Linked DNA regions of Drosophila melanogaster: region 1 is linked to region 2. The links are chromatin contacts, called in public Hi-C maps. All regions are on one chromosome and are shown on one strand. The core of a region is the stretch at or near the end of the contact, and the rest is flanking DNA. Distances in the headings are between cores, read along the strand shown.

What was found. A called contact is a pair of places that touch in the nucleus more often than the background predicts.
Region 1: a Hi-C map of the Kc167 cell line shows a contact between it and region 2, with 2.4 times the contacts expected there. A contact is called at or near these places in 4 of 107 Hi-C or Micro-C datasets (the Kc167 cell line, the S2 cell line and embryo).

What each region holds. Positions count from the first base shown.
Region 1 is chr3R:31,051,724-31,056,473 of dm6, forward strand. It overlaps Chchd3 (Coiled-coil-helix-coiled-coil-helix domain containing 3), which reads right to left and starts at 2,192. Exons shown (of 3, transcript NM_143581.3): 1 at 2,110-2,192; 2 at 1,864-2,028; 3 at 893-1,584. The coding sequence starts at 1,990. The coding sequence ends at 1,040. It overlaps dco (discs overgrown), which reads right to left. Exons shown (of 4, transcript NM_001276203.1): 4 at 2,362-4,750. Alp4 (Alkaline phosphatase 4) reads left to right here. Exons shown (of 4, transcript NM_079862.3): 3 at 1-201; 4 at 262-817. The coding sequence ends at 689.
Region 2 is chr3R:29,866,489-29,871,369 of dm6, forward strand. It overlaps Zip99C (Zinc/iron regulated transporter-related protein 99C), which reads right to left and starts at 2,407. Exons shown (of 6, transcript NM_170444.3): 1 at 2,045-2,407. CG34133 reads left to right here and starts at 2,877. Exons shown (of 11, transcript NM_143485.3): 1 at 2,877-3,305; 2 at 3,362-3,566; 3 at 4,572-4,661; 4 at 4,751-4,881. The coding sequence starts at 3,220.

The sequences.
Region 1 (4,750 bases), core at 942-3,441, 1.2 Mb after region 2:
AGCTCTACGAATTCGATTTGGCAATCCAAGCGGCCGTGAACAATACGGATCCCGACGAAACGTTGATCCTGGTGACGGCAGACCATTCCCACGCGGTCACCTTTAATGGTTACGCGCTCCGTGGAGCTGATATCCTGGGGACAGCTAATTCACACGAGAAAAACGATCCCATGTTCTACGAGACCATCTCGTATGCCAATGGTAAGCTAGACCTTAGCATTATCAGAATTTTCTGGTAAAACAAACTTTGAATGTTTTCAGGTCCTGGCTATTGGGATCACTTGGCGAATGACTCCAGACCTCAGAACAGCTCCAACATGTGGATGCCCCTGAAGCATTTTACCGCTGAGGAGCGGGCTGCTCCCACTTATCGCCACTTGGCGACGGTTCCCAGAAAGGACGAAACGCACGGCGGCGAGGATGTGGCTGTCTTTGCATATGGACCTGGTTCCAGTTTGATTCGCGGGGTCTTCGAGCAGAACTACTTGGCCTATGTGATGAGCTACGCGGGCTGTTTGGGTCCTGCCAAGGACTTCGATGACTCCTGTGAGGATCACAAGGATGGGCAAAAGGATAGGCCGCTGGACAAACCCAATCCAAAGAGAAATGGCGCCACTGTTGTGGGAGCCTCCTTGATCCCCATTTTGACTGCTGCCACTGCGGCTATTTTGCGCGGTCGCGGGCTGTAATTAATGTTGTTTTAAATATATTAATTGTTATTAAAGTTTATAGACGTACGGATGGCTTCGTTGAATGAGAGAGTGAGCGAGATGGAGGAGTGATCGTTGCAACTTAACAAATAGATACACTGAAAAATATGCAATGTTTTTTATTTTTGTCATGGTAAACTTGAATAGAATATCCCGGCCATAAAAACGTCGATGGATTGATTCATTTAAGTTAGTTTACTATCGCTCGCAATGACACTTTTGCTTAAGTTTTGAGTACATCCCCATCGATCGCTCAATCGTTTATACAAAACCCATAAGGGGCCTCAAAGAAAAGTCAACAAATTAGGACAAAAGGATTTGCCAGGATCCTAGGCCGCCTTGGCAGGAACGGTGGCCTTGGAGGTCACTTTCGACGACTCTGGTTCCGCATCCAGCTTCTGGACGCGATGAAGATCGATGCACTGTCGGAATTGGGCCACCTCCTCAATGCACTTCAAGGTCTCCCCGGGATGCGCGCGGTAGCAGGCAAGCAGCTGGGATTTCAGGTCCTGGCAGGGAGGCACTTTGTGCGACGACGCGGTGCTGACGAATCGCTTGTGCACATTTTCTACAGCATTGGCGTACTCCTTCTCCAGGATGGTGTTGGTCTTCTTGAGGTTCTCCTCCAGCTTCGCCATGCGCTCCTTCCACAGCTCGTCATTCTTGATTAGCTCCTGGTTCATCTGGCGCTGCACATCGGCCGCGCTAATGGTGTGTCCTCCTCCCTGGACGTAAATGGGCACTGCAGCGGGATAGGAGGATACTTTCGGAGCAGGAGAAGCAGCTGGCGAGGATGCGGCTGGCTTGGCGGCAGCCTTCGTCGTTGGCTTGGGCACTGGTTTCGATTCCTCCGCAGCGGCTGCGTGCTCACGAGCTGAATTGGACAAGATATAAATCAATAGTTTAATGAAAAAAACATACAAATAGGAATGGAAACTAGCCAATGAAACCAAAACTACACCCTTTCAAGTGCGTTTTTTTTTTGTGAACAAGATAGAAGAGCCACTCTCTACAACTTGCTGCTGTTCTCGTTAACGAGTTTCCACTGTGTTTGGCGTAAACATTTGCCCGTTTTGACAATTGTTGCATAACACCGAGCAGAGTGAAATGGTCATTTCCGGATATAACTCCACAATGCCATTGGATTGCTTACCCTGCTGGGATATTCCCGCCTTCAGTCGCTTGACCACATCGTCGGATATATCAATAACGCCGGCAGGAGTTGGGTTTTCCATTGAAACGGTTCGGGGCTCGCGGGATTGAGACTGTCGGGCTCCCATCTTTGAAGTTCCTCTAGCTGCTGTTCGTGGAGCAAAACCTGGAATATCGGCAATTGGTTAATCGGTGTCAAGTCTTCGCAAGCTCATGCATCGCTTCGATCTGTTTATTTCGGCCTTACCCTTTTCGGTGAAAAACTACAGGGCCAACCCAACAAAAATAAGACGTGCTCAGAGTGACCTTAAAGCGCAAGCACGAAAAAGACGCAAAACAGCTGACCGGTAGAGTAGCCAGATTGTTCGACCAGGGCTGGTTGTTTTTGTATATTGGCGTTGCCAGATTATCGAATATTCAAATCCTTCACTTAAGAAACCTTCATTTACGGTGGAATTTAGCTCCACAATTTCCCCCAACTTCTGTTTGACAACACAATAAGCAAATCTGATGAGTCGTGTTATTATTGTTTAAGCTTTTTAATGCCTCGTTCGTAATTGTTATTGTGAATGGTGGTGTGGCTTATTTAGTAGCTGCTTTTATTCTGTTCACACATACATATTCCATGTTCGGTTTAATTCGAAATACTTGCTAATTACATAAATGTGGCCTTATCGTGCACTTATCGATACATCCGTCGAATTCCGATCCAACGTACTTTTGAAATGTTTCATGAACCGCTTCGATTTCGATTTCGATTTCGTTTGTGGTTATTTTGTATTCCATATCACTGGTGGTTTATTTTTAATGATTTTCTCTCATATCGCCCATGATACACTCGAACTCGATCCAATTAGTATAATTAGTTATTAGTTCAAAATTCTATTCTCAATATACATATACAGTTAATTATACAAAACCTTCGAAATTACTATGTTCTCAATTTGTTAGTTTCTCTATTTCGCTTATGCTGAATGGACTGCTCGCTCATACAAGATCATTTAGTTCTCCATTTCTAGTGGCTCATAATCGCTATGAATCAGTTTGTCGGGCTTCGATTTCGTTTCTTTTCTATCAATAAAATGCTAATGGTTTAGGTTTAGTACTCTGTATGCTAGGAGGAAAATCACACATATGTATATATTTTAATTTTATACTTTTGGGGTTCGGATATTATTCTTATGTACACTCATCACTAGGTTCTCAATTCTCGGTTTGGGGAGGAGGATTGGGGCTTCTCCACGGTCGCGGATCCCCTAATCTGAATGCGCTATATGGTCGTGTTTACAAGGTTGGTCGTTTGCAAGGCGTGCGCTTCGAATGGAGTTGTGTTCGAAAAATAAAAGTAAAATGACTGAAACAAACCGATTAGAAAACAAAACAATTTGTAAGAAATATCACGTAATGTACTTTTATTTAAGTTTTAGTGGCTTCTGCGTTCAGTGATCCGATTTGTGTTTTGCATTTCTTTGATTTGTTAGTTCTTAGCCAGCCGATCGCTGTGGGGTTTACATGTTTACGTGTTCTCATAAGATATAGTTTATATTAATGTATATTCATATTTTTACCCATTCATTATCTCTTGGCGCATTTAGAATTTAAGTTTTTTTTTTGCATTTTCCTTTTTTATTTTACGGTTTGGTATTACTTATAAACAAATTTCATATTATAGCTATAGTTTATTAGCTAGCGTTGTGTAACTTTCCTCCGCAGGGCCATTACTTACATTGTTAAATCGAAACGTTAATGCAATTGTTTTGTTGTGTATGTCTAACGCAATTTATATGCTCTCTATCTTAGTTACATGATTTTGTTGCGTAAACAAAGGGCTGCCCCAACTCCCAGCTCCCACATCTCGCATCCCATTTGCCCACCGCTCGGGAAATGCGCGCTTAAGTGTTTAAAAATCGGAAAGATATATATGAACACAGGCAGCAAAGTGCAGACCACGAAAGTATATATATATATATATATATATATATATATATATATATATATATATATATATATATATATATATAAATATATATATATAGATAGGGGAGTAGGCGGTACAGAAGGTTACATAATATAACATAGGAGGGCCTTATAAGTCAGAGCGTTGCTTAAAGCTAGAGAACTGCACGTGGTAATCGCAATCATTTTACCATCAACTTAGGTTACAATGTGGGTGCCTTGCTGTGTGGCATATGCTTTTGTATGGATTGGATTCGCTAGAGCTAGAGCCTATAGTCTAGGGTTAGGGACACTCGCTGAACGCGGTGTCCTTTGTTTCTTTTACACAAATATTACACTTACAATCGAGTTATTATGTGTTCATGATCGGTTCTGCATGTTCTGCCTGATTTGGTCTGGGACTTCAAGTTAACAAAGAAAAAGTTGAGCCGGCCAAGAGCAAATAGTCAAATGCAAAACAGAATTAAATGCCTGCGTGTCCTGCTAACCCTCCTCCCAAACCCTTCCGCGGACCCCTAATCAACCGCCGATCTATTGGCCAATCTTCAGGCAGGGATCTCAAATCAATTGAACAGTGCGGTTTGTTGCAGTTTCTTGCAGCCAGGTTGCAATCGTTTATGTTCTAATAGTATAAATTAAATTAATCATAGGCTAGTTAATTAATAATAAGCGCGCTCAACGTTCTAACATCTGGGAGCAGAAACCAAAATGTCAAAAAACAAACGAAAATGTACACACAAAAAAAGAAAAGCGCTGCGCTTTGCTATGCTCTGCTCTTCTTCTCTCACTGCTCTTGTCCTCCGTTTCTGGCAGGGACCTGGTCATCCTGCCGCTTGGATACATTCAACGTGTTTTACCGCATATATAAAGCAAGTATTATATATATTAGGTATATATAACTATATATACTACATGTATAGTTTGTTGAGTTC
Region 2 (4,881 bases), core at 1,157-3,656:
CAATAACTATATACGTATATACTACACTCTTATCTTTCGCAGTGTCGTTGTCATTGAACTATCAGAAAGCAAATGAGCTAGATTAGATTTAGACATCGTGTAATTACTTGAGTTACCCAAAATATCTCTAAAGACTGAGACTAGGAGGCTGTATTAACTATCATTCAGTTCATCTGTTCCAATATTACAAATACTCTATGCGAACTATGACTGTTTCACGCTTTTATTGTTATTCTACTGTATTTGCCCTTTAAAGATTCGCAAAACAACAATAGCAAAGAGAGTCTTCTTGTTCAGATTCAGGTTTCTTTTAAATTAGTCGAAAATCGCTACTAGGAAGCCACTCAAGTTTGCTTTTACGGTTTGATCAGATGAGTAAATAATTCAATTTCGGCACAATAACTCGGGATTATCTGTTTAGCTGTTGCACTAATTGCTGTGTTTCTTGGGCGAGCCTTCACTGAAAAGACAGTTCAGATTAATTCCGGGAATCCTGTCAATTACACTCAGATAGTTAGTTAGTTATTCACGAATATGGCGAATCGCACAAGTACTTAATAAACATAATGTGGCACTATTTTGCTGGAAGACTAGAGGACAATAGATTCTTCTGCGATTTAAAGTTGATTTGTGGCGTGAGGTATTTGTATACTGCCAACTGTTAACACAATACCAGTAAACTATATCACACTTGAGCGTTGCTAATGCGGAAATTTATGCTCCAAGCTCCACAATTCGTGTGTTATCGCGTCGGTAACTGAGCTCGTTGTGGTGCAATTATCGTCTTCTTCGCCTTCTTATAGATGAATTGAAAAGAAAATATAAACAGGGGACTCCAAAGCTCGTGCTATAAATACAATTTGGCGTAAAGATGCAATTAAAAGAGTTGCTAGCTCGCCAATCACTTGTGAATCATTATTGTCGCCAGTAGGGCCGCAAACTTTTGAATGGATCATCAAAATGGCAGAGATTATTTTGCACGCTGCACTAAAACTGGGACATGGCGTAGTGAACATGCTTTGATTATCAATCAAAACGTGCGGGGCAAACAATCCGAATGAGAAACTTGGTCCCTTGGGTGATAAGGAGTGTGCCCGAGCAGATATAAAGAAAGTATAGATAAAGGGAATTCATCAACAAAGAATATTAAAGTGTATGGCATGGGAAAAAGGAAACTTGGTACATTCCCGAGTTTTAATCGAGCTTCAGCTTTGCTGCACTAGTCATAAATAGATTTGTCACCCTTGTAAATCACCTAGAACACCGAAGAAAGTTCTTTGTTCCGATCAGGGTACTATGTGCATATGTCTACACCCACAACCGAGCACTGAGTATCACATGGCTTTGAGTTTGATTAACCAGCATACGGAGAAGCAAACCCTTCGATTCTACATTATTAATAAACAAGATTGAAGCCGCGAAACCAGTTTGCCAAACAAGTTATCATTGTATTGTTGTTCAACAAAGTCTAGTCCATTTGTTTTTCTATATACATACATACATATATGTACCGCTGATAAAACGCAATACGCTCAATATGATTATAGTGTTCAGAGCACAGATTCGAGATTAGATTGAGTACTGTTCAAAATTACTCAAATATGGCCGCTATTAGTGACGTGCAGATGATAATCTTACACTAGGTTAGTTATGCGGCATATCAAGAGATCTATGCGGAAGTTGGAAGTTTGCTCAAAAGAAGTATCGTATCATGTACTTCTAAAAATTCAACACATTTTTCGAAAACGTCTCTGATGCTTTTATTTGAAACCGCACGATAAAACAATGGAATTATCTACAGAGAAACATATGTACTTTGTACATAACTGATAAGCAACACCAGCTGAGTCGATTTAAGCACTTATGTTTTCATCTTCTAGATCCTACATTCATGCATATAGTATATAGTTTTAATGGATTAGGATCTCTTTCACCACAAAGCGAAATGTCACATAATCATTAGGTGGCTGCCATTAAATACCAGACTTTGTCTTCGAGCCCGATTTCAGATAATCGGTTGGGATGGGTGTGCAGTTATTTTTACCGTTATTCAGCTGTAACAGGAACGGGTTAACGTGCTCTTATCACTTTTATAGCAGGGAATAAAACCCGAAACTTTCGATTTTTGCAGTGGCGAAATTGTATGATAAATTACTTTTCTATTGCGTAGTAGCGATCATTGGCACCCGATGCTTTTTTTACTGCGAAGTAATTGCGTGAATTTACGTTTATTTCGCCCGGGCTCTGCGTGGGTTAAACGTACGCCTGGCCTCGCCTAACTCGAAACACGGGCTTAATGTTGATGTCGTCGCTCCGCGCGTCGCTTCACTAACAGTTACAAGCTCGCCAAAAACACATGCATTTATACATTTGTTTACTTTGTTCGAGGGCCGTGCGGAAAATACAATAACAAAGCAATATGGTGCATTTCGATAGCGGTGGCAGTCCACAATCAAAAATGTCGGTTATCGATAACAGGTTGAATTTTATCTTAGCAGAGATCCCAACAATGGTGGGGGAGCTTGATATCAGCTGTGTGACTACCAGTGATCGATAATTAAATACCATAGTAAAATTAGGCACATATATGTAGAAATCCGACTTATGTAGAAAATATTTAAATGCCCCCTATTGCCTCAAATACGTTATTTTCAAAGCGAGATGTAGGAAATTAAAAATTTTGTATATATATATTTTCGATTTAATATTGGAATATAAACATAAAACATTAGGTTTTTGTATAAATTTAATACAGTGTATAAATTTAAAATACGCGCGGACTCTCGCCGCATTTTTGCGTGTCACGAGCAAGCACGACCAATAGCCCATCGCTAGTTCAATCGATTGCTTATTAATCATACTTGACGCAATCGAAATCATTATTGCATCTTTGACACCACTAGTATTTACGCGTATCAAGCGTAAAAACTCAATTAACAATTGATTAGGAACTAAATTAGCAGTATAATTATGTGTAATAAAACGCAGGCGATAGCAACATGTTAAATGCAGTGCATTCAGCGCTAGTGCGGCAGCGAGTGACGTCACACGAGTAGAAAGCAACAAAGCAACAACAACAAAAGACAGTGGGGCGCCGCAGCAACAAAAGGGAATCAATAACAAAAAACCATAGAGAAAATCGTAATTTGGTGGATAATTTGCATACGATTGGGTGGTTAGATAACGCCGACAACCCATCACAAACGCACAAATCACGAAATGAGTAAGCTGGAAACGGATTCGGACAGTTCAGAGGAGTTTTTCGATGCCGAGGACACTACGCCCAATCGCCATTCGACTTTGTGGTAGGTTCTTGTGGCTTACCCCGTAAAAATGTTTAATTAATCCCTGGCCATTTCAGTCGAAAGCTGCCGCCCGAGGTGGCCCAGGAGTTCATCTTTCCCGAGCCCGCCGTGAGAGTGAATGCCGCCGCCTCATCCGACAGCGATGCTACGCCCATTGGCGCTGGAACGCCCGCCACCCGGAGTCCCACTAATAGCCTGGGTGCCCGGCTAAAGCCGCAGGATGCAGGGGTCTTCGTTGAGCCCAAGCCCGTGATAGGACCTGTAAGTGAATGGGGTCCACATGGAGTGCTCTTACTTCCGTTTTGCTAGACCCAGTTATGATGTCATCTACTAGGGTAACGATCCATCATCAGTGGCCTTGGAACACCATTCCCACGTGTGAAAGCCCTCATTCAGCTCATATGTCTGGTGGTGTAATTTGTAGAAGGTTTACTACCATGTGAAGCTTAAATTTATGGCTAAATTTTTAAAGCGGTTAAAAACTGCGCTCTGTCCAATGTCTGTGATCATCATGTGCAGTTTTTTCATTTATTTTGTTCTATTTTAAACACTAGTGGATGAGATATATGTACAATATTAGGAACCATTCGTTTGGTAAAGCAAGTATATTTTTATGTTTAGGTCTTTATTATTGTTGTTCCTTATCTTTCCACATATAGATGGTCATATACCTACCATTTCGCGCCAACTTCCCATAGTTATTATCAATGCTCACAGCCATACATTTCTCAACCGCTCCCTTAGCGACATTTAAAAACTGTCACTGCCTTAGAAATTGATTAAAAACCGATATGATACGGTTTATGGAATTTACCTAGTCTTAATTAGCAAGAGAACATTTATTTCAAGGTGTAAAGATAATGGCAGGTTTTGAGGTACTGCATTTACCCCTATCACACGTTTTGCATCATCACTGAAAAAATTCGTTCATGATTACTTAGCAGTTGCACATCTGCCAACCTATGGCCACATTTGTTGTTTCATTTTTCATAATCCTGGGCAGGTGAACTGCAATTTTTTAGAATTGGGTGATTTTTAGTTCTTAATAGCCAAAAAGCACAATCTAATGAACAAAAACCAAATCACCCCCTTAATTTTGTGTCCATATTTGTGTTCTTTACTTTCATATTTTCTCCGCCTCATTTCGTAAATCCAACGAATAAAAAACAATACTCAACTTAAAAATGGAAACCAACTTAAACTCGAATCTCTACCAATGTTAATATGCATACGTTAAAAAAAATGACATAAATATATCGCATATAGTTGGGTAGACAGCGCTTTCACGAACTACGTCAGTGCATGCAAAACGATGAAGATGATAATCCAGGAAATACACTCACACCTGATTCTCAGGTATACATTTTTGTAATCTAGCCTGTTTGCTCAGCTTTCCGTTTGCCCAGCTTACCCACGTGTACTTATGATTTAAATTAAACTTGCAGAATAGCTCAACGGATGGCATTTTTACCAACCGTTCGACGCATCCGTTTAAGGTCATTGAGACAGATGCGATGAGCATACAGAGCATGACATCACTGGGTCGCGTGGGCCGAATCTTGGCGGGCAGCATTGA